2 separate regions of the Rattus norvegicus genome follow, and region 1 is linked to region 2. The links are chromatin contacts, called in public Hi-C maps. All regions are on one chromosome and are shown on one strand. Each heading gives the region's core, a stretch centred on a gene start, on an enhancer-like site or on the middle of the called end of the contact. The rest is flanking DNA. Distances are from core to core; before and after follow the strand shown.

What was found. A called contact is a pair of places that touch in the nucleus more often than the background predicts.
Region 1: a contact with region 2 is called in a Hi-C map of the A7r5 cell line, with 3 times the contacts expected there. The contact joins the enhancer-like site here to the promoter of Lingo1 in region 2. A contact is called at or near these places in 4 of 12 Hi-C or Micro-C datasets (the A7r5 cell line, the Rat2 cell line, Schwann cells and 1 more) and 1 of 1 datasets of contacts at active chromatin or transcription factors (oligodendrocytes).

Annotation. Positions count from the first base shown.
Region 1 is chr8:66,166,712-66,171,680 of GRCr8, reverse strand. The region is part of intron 1 of Cspg4 (chondroitin sulfate proteoglycan 4); the gene reads right to left. It also overlaps a transcript of Cimap1c not described here. Among named protein-coding and RNA genes, the nearest start is that of Trnap-agg41, 2.8 kb to the right of the region's middle. Within about 2 kb of position 2,495, at least 30 of the 93 cell types and tissues checked have an H3K27ac peak or open chromatin away from gene starts, as enhancers often do. A contact at or near this core is called in the A7r5 cell line and Schwann cells, where this site is marked.
Region 2 is chr8:65,922,265-65,927,494 of GRCr8, reverse strand. Lingo1 (leucine rich repeat and Ig domain containing 1) reads left to right here and starts at 3,329. Exons shown (of 2, transcript NM_001100722.1): 1 at 3,329-3,567. The coding sequence starts at 3,562.

The DNA of each region.
Region 1 (4,969 bases), core at 1,246-3,745, 250 kb before region 2:
CCTGCCTAAGGCACTTCCATATCCACATCCATAGATAGAGCAGAAATCAGAAGGAAGTGATGTTGGGCCCATGTGAGAATTTTTCTGTGTGTGTCGGTGTTTGCCTGCATGTATGTCTGGGTACATGCATGCAGTCCCTGTGGAGGCCAGAAGAGGGTGTCAGATCCCCTGGAACTGGAGTTATGGCCAGTTATGATCTACATGTGGGTGCTGGGAATCAAACTTAGGTCCTCCTGAAGAGCAGCCAGTGCTCTAATGTCTGAGCCATCTCTCCAGTCCTGAGAGTTTTCTATCAAGAAGATCTTTCTCACATAGGCAGAGTAGCAAAATATCACACTGGTGGGCATGCCCAGTCTTTGGAGTCTGTGGCTACAAGGTTGGGCCCAAAAACCACAGGGTCTCCACTAATAGCGTGAGGACTAGTCAGGCCTTCCATGTAGGCCCGCCTCCTTTTAGTATTGGTTCCCACTGAACTTTCCTGCCAGCGTAGCTCCCAGAAGCTAAATCCTACTTCTGCTACAATGTACCTATTTTTTCTTCTCCAGCCTCAGGCATGGGCCACCTTTTTTGCTGGACCCTCACAGGCCCTTGGACATCTGGTCCAGAAACTGCCATGTCCGACCCCACTCACAGCAAACAAGGTCATATTGCCCCAACCTCCTCACTGGCCTAATAAAGGTCCCGCTAGCCAGCCACTGTAGACAGAAACTGAGTTCTGGGCCCACTCTTTCCTTCCTCGCCACAGTTAAGGGATATCCACTCTCCATCTACCCTGCCTCTAAATTCTCCCTCAAATTAATCTCCTTTCCCACTGTGCTTGTAGGCAAGGCAGATCACCACCATCCCGTGCCTGTCTTAGTTAACTTCCTGCCTCTCTTTGCAAGTAGTAGCAACAGTTAAACCGATTTGCTCAGCATCCTCTCTGGTCTGAAGCTTTGGGTGGCTCTCCATCCCATGATCAGGCTCCAAAACCTGAGTGTGATGCGAAAGGCCATGGGTGGCCTTGCTTCTATCCACGGCATTCACCCATATTGCTGTGAACATTCTAGGTATCAGCCTTGCTGGACCTCAGGCTCTTCCGCCTAAGTCTAGCCGATACCTACGTCCTGTTTTGGATCCAGCTCTTTTGTCCTCTCTGAGCTGGCCTCATGAGTCCCTCACCCTGTCTCATAGCCAAGGCTATGAGGCTACCTCATCTTGTTTGGGGTGCAGATACTCAACAGTGGCTTGGGGAGCTGTGTCACCTCTCTTTGTTGACACCGTGAGTCTCGACATGAGGATGACCTTGTGTGGTGAAGGGAGACGAGGAGGGGTATATAAAGGGCAGCCCCTAGCTGGTCCAGGTAGCACGTTGGAGACTGCCTTGTGTATTTTCCACTGCGCTTCACCCCCAGCCCCCTTTCTAGCCCTGCTAACCATCTAAGGTGCCTGGACACAGTGACTGAGGAGGATGGGAGACTGCTCCGGCCAGGGGTTGCTTTTCTGGTCATGGTCACCCAGTCTGATGCTTGTTTTTAAAGAAAATAGACTGTGAGCCCCTATTTATAGCTGGAGGCATGACCACAGACAGAGGATGGGGTTTGAAGTTGTGCAGGCTTCTGCTCCAGCAGGACTCAAGGAGGGGCCATTCCCAGGCCCCCTCCCCACCCCCAGGCTCTAAGGAAGTGCCTGTGGGATCCTGACATTCCCTGGGACAGGATGTAGTCTATGCTTTGGGGTGGTGGACAGGGCAGGGTGAGGGGGATGGAAAATTTCTCTTGGGATTATTGGTCCCCCGGGGTCCAGACTCCCATGTTGGGATGGGTGGATGTGGGTCTATTTTGTCTACCGAGAAGACAGACGAGGGCCTTGGGGTGCCAGCTGCGGAGTGAGCACTTCAGACTGTCCCCCGAGCTGGGTACAGGATGACGTGGAGAAAGAACAGGACCAGAGCTGGGAGAGGCAAAGACGAAGAGGCAGCGATGTGAAGGGAGGGGATGGAGAAGTGAAGACAGACAGCCAGGGACTGGCTGGACCAGATGGAGAGACAGGGATGGGACAGAATAGGGTCTGGGAGAGAGATGGGGAGATTGCAGCCCTGTGGATCTGTAAGCAGAGTCGGGCAGGAGTGACAGGGGAAGGCAGAAGGCAGTGTCCCTGCCAACAAGGCGTCTTCAGGGCACTCAGGGCACAGTGTGGGTCCTGAGCTGGAACCAAACAGACAATAATAGAAATCTCTGGCCTTCCCATGCGTCCCTGGACACTGGGCATGGAGACCCCTCTCTCTCTGGTGGGGTGCAGTAAAGTGCTATAGGCGAGGCAGGGCCTTTGGGGTCAGCTCCACCTTTAGCTTACTAGGGAGTGAGCTTCCTAGTCCTGATAGGTTACAAACTAAATCCACCTGCTGCTACTCACTATGCAGATGCTGCCACTGTTGTGCTTTTAGGGGCAACGGGCTGGCTGCAGCCTGGGCATGTGTCATAGAACCATAGCCACAACCGGTGACTCAGACAGTTAAAAAAGGAGCAGTCCCAAGCTCTGACTCAACTGGCTCTGGAAGAGTTGGGTGGGTCTGGCTGGGACCAAATGGGGTGGTCTGGGTTTATTTTTGGCAGGGTGGGGCCAAGCTAGGGGGTGGAAGATGGGAACTGGGGGCAGAGGGAACTCTCATTCTGGGAGAGCCCCAGGGGTCTGGGGCCAACTTTGGAAAGTGTTTTCCCAATGCCCAGGAACGCTGGCTAACCAGTGCCCTTAAGCCCCGAGGAAGGTCTACCTCAGCTTACTGCATGACTAGGACAAGCAGCTAGCTAGATGCTGAGTCCCTGCCCCATTCTTAGGAGCTTGGACTCAGAGTTTTAGAGATGACTTGGGAGATTAAAGTTCCCCTGCAGAGGCACAGAGCGGGACAGAAGTCTGTTGAAGGTCACACAGCAGGGTCAGATATCTCAATCTGTCACATAGTAAGCATGAACACAAGTTGCCTACCCATTGATTGTTACTAAATGCAGGAAGAAGACTCCATCTTAGTCCCTACTTCCAGAAGGGCTCAGCTGGGCTACAGATGGGAGGCCTGAAGCACAGAAGCCCCAGATGCCTGGAGACAGAAACAGCCAGAGGCAGGCTCCTGGATTCTATTAGAACATCCGGGGAGCTGTCTGGGCTTTTCCCAGAGTGCACTGGGGTGAAGGCAAAGGTGTCCACACAGAGAGGCTTAGGTTCTGGGTAGTCCTTTATCCCAAGGATTCTTCTAGAGTTACAAGGCCAGGCTTCTCACCCTGCAGCCATCTCCGGAAATTCACCTCTCACATGTCCTCACTGAACTCACATGGACATTGTCACCACCAGCATCCCAGAGACATCTTTTCAACTTCGCTCAGCCTGAATTTCTGCCCCTTGTTATGCTGCCAGTATTGCTGATTACAGTGGTGTTAGTGGTCCTATGCTACTCTAAACCACTTTATGTCAATGTCACTGGGCCCTGGTCAGAATTGGAGAGGAGACCAAGAATTAGAAGGTCCTGTGGAGTTGGCAGAGGGAAAGAAAAAGAGGTTTCTGGGTTCCCTTACTCATAAACCGTACTGGGACCCATTTTTTCCTTCCCGGTCACTTGCTTTGGGGATGGAGTTTGACTACCTTTTGGTTACTCACGTGGCATCCTCTGACTGGGTTTCAGCTGCACGTCAGCTCATGGGCCTTGTACAAGACTGTCTGCTATTGAGAAGTAGGTTCTGGGTACCCAGGAGGGATCTTCTGCTCTGTCCGTGAGGTCCCAACAAGGTGAGACCTCAGCCCTCACATAGCACAGATGCAGAACCCTGCCTCCACTTTGTAAAGGGTCCTGAGCTGAGGGTGTGGTAAGTGGCTGGCAGCCCTTCCAGAGTCCTTGCCTTGGAACCTTTTCTGAACAGGGTCACCCCAACTACTGAGCCACCCACCCCAGAAAGACAGCAGGAACAGAATAACAGCAACCTCGGGCACAGATGCCTAGAAGAGCTTTTCTTCCAGGCCGAGATCTGGCTTCGTTGTCTTCAACACATATGAGAGGTAGGGGCTATTCTTTCCTGTTTTGTAAAGGGCTAACTGGAGGCTCACAGTGGGCCAAGCCCACAAGTCCTTGCACAAGGGCTGGGATCTAATCCCAGATGAATGCTCTAATACCATGCTTGTAACCGCTGTGCCTAGCTAGCCTTCTGCCTCCCCATAGAAGGTCTCTAAGGAACTGAGGGCTGAGAGCAGGAAAGGTGGGGGTTGAGTCAAAATGAGAATTAGAAAGATGCTCAGCCATAGCCCAGAGACTCCCCAAAATGGTGATTTGTTCTCCCTCTGCCAGGAAGTCGGGGGGGGGGGCGCAAGCCTGCCTTGCCCCAGCTGCAGCAGTTTCTTGGCCCCAGTGCCTGTGCACTAGAGAAGGGGGCAGGGAGGAGCTGATGTCGTGGGAATCAGCATCCTGGGCCCATTGATATTTATAGCTGCCCCTCCTGAAATGTGGGCGGGGAAGAGTTTGCTCTTAGGTGGGAACGGAAGTTGGGCTCCTCTCCCCGGTCTCCTCTGCTCCCCAGAGAGCAGATTGGCCGAGACTTAGCCAGAGGCCTTTTCCTGGCCATGGTATGTGTCTTGAATCGGGGGCTTCCCCTACGGCTGCTGGCTTGTAGGGTGGACATAGTCTTGGTCAGAGCCCACTGAACAATGTGCTGCATGTATATGTGTACATGCGGGCACACACATATTCATGCATGCACACCTGCTGAGTGTCTAACCATACTCAGTAGACAGAGGGAAGGTGAAAGTAGGGTGTTTTATACAGAGCCCCAAGAGAGAGGCTGACTACGTTGGACGTTAACTAATGGCCAGACATTAGGACATGATTCATGTTGACCACGGAGGGAGAGAAGGGCACGGCATAGTAATGGCATGGTGGTGAGTGTGGCCATGAGACAGTGAGGCTTCTGCCCACTTGGATGTTCAGGAATATTCTATTTGATTGTAGGAG
Region 2 (5,230 bases), core at 2,080-4,579:
ACAGATTGGGTGGTGTGTTTTAAAAGGTAGCCCTCTCATCTACCTGCCCCGGAAAACTTACTCCCGCCCCTGCTCTGTGGCCAGAATTCAGGCTACAAAAGACTGGTTCCTTGAAGCCATTGGCTCCTACTTTGTTAGGAATTTCCTCATTGTACAGGGAGACCAGCATCTCCTTTGTGCCCATTCGCTCGCTCTTGGGAGCTCCTAGTGGAGGGACAGAGAGCAACAGTGGGGTAGGCCTTGCCTAAGGCTGTTAAGTCTGGGGAGGGAGGCAGGCTTAGAAGATACAGATCCTCGTTTGTTCTTGAAACAATGGAAACTAGGAGAAAGTCTCACTACCTAGGAGGAAGACCAACAAAAGCCTGCAGGTGTCCAGTGAGCACTCCTTGGCTGTACTTCTGTTTCTAGTAAAGTCCCCAAACTGGACCATCCCAATGCTTCACCAGTGGCCCTGGGATCTGTGAGAGCATTGAGGGCCACCCCACCAGTCATCTGGCTAAGGAGGGGACCCAGTGTTAGCCTACTCCCTTTGGGGTCAGAATGATAAGGTCAGGGACAAGGCCCCAGCAGAGCCCTCATAAAGGCTTCTTCAGACTGTAGTGGTCCCATCCTCCCCAAGCCCCCTTTCCCATCGTTTCCTCTGGTGGAGTAAGATTGAGAACCTGAGAGGGACCGTTTCTTCAGGAGACATAGAGAAAGAGCTATGGCTGGGCTACCTTACAGTGGAGGAGTACGACCTCAACGTAGCTGGGGTGTCACCTCCATCGCCCCAGGACACCGAAGGAAGATGGGTAGATGGGCACCACAAGATATCAGCCTAGCACACCAGCTTCCTCATCTAGAAACTAGAGACTGACAATGGGGCCGATGGACTCTCCCCCATTTCTCCGACCAGATCACTGAGGCAGGGAGCAGGTGAGTCGGGGGTGGAGATCTGCGGTGGCCGCGCCTTGCCTGCGTCAGTCGCCGCACCAGGAATAGCCCCCGCCCCCGCCCCCCGCCCCGCATCGGGTCTGGCAGAGCCTTTACGCAGGAGCTAGGGAGCGTCTATTCCTGTCGGGCTGTGGGAGGAGGCGGCGAGGGAGGGCGGGAGCTCACCGGTAACTCACAAACAGCCGGGGTGGGGGAGCTGGGGAGACTGGGAAGGGGGTGCAAGGATCACGGAATGGGGGACCCATGAGCCGCCTGCGCTAGTCTCTGGAAGGGAGGGGACTCGTGTGGCCGCCCCACCTCCCCTCCTACCAGTAAGTCCCTCTGCCAAGCCTGCCTCCCACTGGTTTACTCAGCCCTGGAAAGCCATTCAAATTCCCTTTCCACGGTTTACAAGCAGTGTGACCGTGGCCAAGTCACGTAACCTTTCCGAGCCTGGGGTTCCTGCTCTTTATTTCAGGGGAGTAGTGGTGCCTCTTCCTGAAGTTGTTGGAAGAAGAATGTAAGATGCAGGGAGCAGCACCCACACCTGCGGGAAGGGGCTCTAGGTAGGCCTGAGATAAGGATGGATGTAGACAAGGCAGGAATGTCCCAAGCAGTGGTCTGCCAGTGAGGCTGAGAGGTATCCAGGATCGGTTTCGCTGGAACAGGTTTGTGCAACTCTTTGGACTATGTGTGTGAGGCTGGTCTGTGGAAATCAAGACAGTGCTGGGGGTGGGGACTTGAAGCTGGCCTCTCCAAGACAGACAGGCATCTCTGAAATGCCAGTCTGGTTCCTTGGAAGGCGAACAAGGCACTGGGAACGGGATCTTTGCCCACCCCAGAAAGGCACAGGCCTTGCGCTGGTCTCTTCCTGCCCTGCACAGCTTCCTTCTTTGCCTGCCTACAAACTACCGGGAGTTCTGAGGTGCTAATGGGGAGAAGGGAACTCTGCCTTGTGGTGTCTTCATTGATGGTTATTCTAATAAAGCTGGCATGGTTTTAAGGGGCATCTGGCTTCAAGCAGATGGAAAGAGATACTGTAGAAGGATGTGAGGTCCCAAAGGGTTGCCTGCCTACACCGCAGCCCTTACCAGGCCACCTTGCCAGGCTAGTCTCTGATCTGTGGCCCAAGAACAGTCTGGGTCTCGATATAAAGGTCTTATTCTTTGGAGTCATCTGAAATGTGGTAACCACCAAACTCAGTATTTATTTTAGGGAGTTAGATGGTAAATAGCTGAGCCCAGACTAAGGGTCTATACTCCCCTCTGCTGGTCACTTAGTAGAGTGTCATGGTCCGGAGCCTTCCAGGTAGACCTGCTGCCCTCTGCTGGACAGGAAACCCTACGGGGTGGAGACTAGGATGCTAAAGCAATTCTAGACCTGGCCCCCGGGTAGACCCACTTAGCCAGCTCGGCCTCCACATCCCCTTCCTGTGCGTCCCAGCGGCCGGCCTCGCCCTAAGATCCCTAGGAAGTGGTGGTGGTGGTGGTGGTGTCTTGTGGGGAGTGGGGGAGTGTCCTGGACAATTCGAGAGGAGGGGTCAAGACCTGACCCTCCTCAAGCCGTCCTCTAAACAACCGTGGCCAGGTGGGGGTCCCTGTCTGTCCACGTGCGTGTGTCGGTCCACATGGCAGTGTGCAGTGACCCCAGTTAACACGTGTGAACACACGCGCTCACATGCACACGCATGTGGCCAGAGACAAATCACACGCCAATAGGTGCACGCACTCTGGGAAGACCGCGGGCTGGGCTGGCTTAAGACTTGCTGGAGCCTGGGACCCAGAGGGGCCCTGCGTGGTGCAGGGCGGGAGCGCGGGGGCGCCGGCCCGGGAGCGTTCTTCGTCTGTGCCCCGCTGCCACTCTCGCTGCCCCCTGGGCTCTGGGCAGCTGCCGGGACGCTCCTCGATCTTCGCCTGGTTCTCTGAAAGAAGGACCCCCACCCAGGTTTTGCGGCCGCGCCTTCTCTCTCCTCCCCCGCCCCGCTCCAGAGCTCGCTCACTAGCTCCCTCCCTCCCTCCCTCTGTCCCTCCTCCCTCCCTGGCTCGCTGCTCGCTCCTCTCGCTCCCTCCCCACGCCGCGGCAGAGCGCGGAGCCCGAGCGGGAGCCGGCGCGGGAGCCGGAGCGGGCGGCTGCTCAGGAGGCGGCCGGACCTGGACCGGTCCCGGTCCCGGAGCGCGCGGAGTCCCCACCCGCGCCGCTCGGGCCCCTCTCCCGACGCGGGGCTCAGAGCAGCATGCGCAGCAGCTGTCCACCGGCCCCAGCCCTGGCCCCGGCACCGCTGCGGAGAACGCCCGGCCTCGACCCCGGCCCCAGCGGTAGAGGCGGTGGCGGCCGCTCCCGGCCGGCCCGAGGGACAGAACCAGGCTCCGGGAGCCCGCGACAGGCGTCCTGAGAGCTACGGTTTCTCAGCCCGCCGCGGCCGCGGCCTCAGCCTCCGCCCCCGACTCCTGAGCTCCTGCCCTAGGGCCGGCTGGGCTCCCGCCCGCGTGGGACAGACAGACGGAAAGCCAGCCCTGCGAGGGCGCGCGGACCGGGCGGAGGTGTTGTAGGAGGAGACGGAGGAGGGGGGCTGGGCTGGGGCTGGGGCCGCGCCGGCAAGAGAGACATGCGATTGGTGACCAAGCCGAGCGGACGGACAGCGCGCCCGAGATGCAGGTGAGCCCCTTCGCCTTGGCCGAGCCCGAGTCGGCAGCCCTGCGGCGAGTGCCTCTGGGAGCTGCTGTCGGCCCAGGCTTCACCCTCCTGGGGCTATGTAGGACACCTTGTACCACCCAGACCCCCTTTGGGGTCGCAGGCCTGACCCTCAAGTTTCAAATGATTTTCCCATTTCCCTTCCGCCGGTCCTAACAGATCCCAGGTTGGCAAGCTGGGACCCGTGGTCATCCCTACCATTCTTTTCCATTCCTGCCCTGGTGCCCCCTAAATCATTCTCCCACTCTGGGCAATGGTCACCTAAGAGGATACGTTCTCTGAGCCCTGGGTGAGTCTCCTTCGGTGGACCAGAGACCACCCCCCCGCTTGGGGACACGGCTAGCAAACAGTTTCTCCCCAAGCTCCTGCTCGGATTGCCCCTCTCTCCACAAGAGCCTTGTCAGCCTCTTTCTGGCTCCTTTCTCGCTCCTCCTGGGTGAAAGGGAGGTGGAGGGCGGAAGAAAAGGGAGGGGGGGAGTCCAGTTGAGGAAGACCCAGGAACCTTCGGGGCTCCCCTTTGTCTGCGTTCAGCCCGGCTTCTCACCTCCTCCTGCCCCACTTTTCATACCGAGGGAAATGGGTGGGAAGTGGGAGCCTGCTGAGAAGGGGGAGGTGAGGAAGGAGCCTCTTGTGTATGTCCCCCAAACACACCCTATTCGGGTGGGTTTTGGGCTTCCTGCCCTCTAAGACAACCAGATGTTTCTTTCTGGGTGGGTCCCACTTTGAAGAGGGGTGGGGCCAGGTAGGTGGGCAGTCCCCTGAGGTCTCTTATTGCTGGGGTCCCTGACCAGCCCCTGACCAGCTCTTGTTGTGGCTGCACCTCCCCTTTGTTCTCAAATGCCCTGTGGTGGGTGGGTGCAGTGGCGACTGGGGCACATGGAAGATGGGAACAGCTCTGCCCTGGTGGGTGGGAGTGCAAGAGGCTGCGGTGGGGGCAGGACCATCTGGGCCAGCCCCTTTCTGCCAGCCCAGCCTTTCCTCAGTCCTTGGCTGGGCTTGGACAGCCAGAGGGCGCCCAGCTCTCCTGGTTCCCGGCTCTGGGCTCAGCCCTGCTGGCCATTATGCCAACGACTTTAGCACGGGCCTTGGTGCCAAGGGAGCTCAGGGGCACCAAGCTGGCAGAGATCCTGGGGTTTACCTGGCCCCACTGAGGACTGCTAATGAGGGGTGGTGGGTGTTCCACTGCTCCTGGCCCTTTGTCCTTGTGTGGGCCAAGAGGGGTACAGAGTCCTCAACCCCTGGGAGGGTGCTGGCACATGGTTTGCTTGGGAGGCAAGAGGGAGGTGATAGAAAGGAGAGGCAAAGAAAGCATTGGAGCCATGCTGAAGGTGCCAGGGAAAAGGCACACGGCCTCAGAAGACCCGAGGGCAACACCCAACCACCCGGCCTAAGAAGGGCAGGACCCCCCACACACCTGGTGGGGCTCTTGGCTCTACGTCCCTTCCCCCATCCCTAGCTAAAGTGTATATGAGACAGCCTTGGGCAGAGCTCCATCATACCCTGATGTTTCCTAGACCTGGAGCAAGTGAGGGTTAGGAAGCAGCCTTTACGGGATGGGTGTGTGCTGCATGCTGAGGTTGATGCCTTGTGAGTGGAGGGATCCTCGAGCCTGAGAAGACTGTAGAGA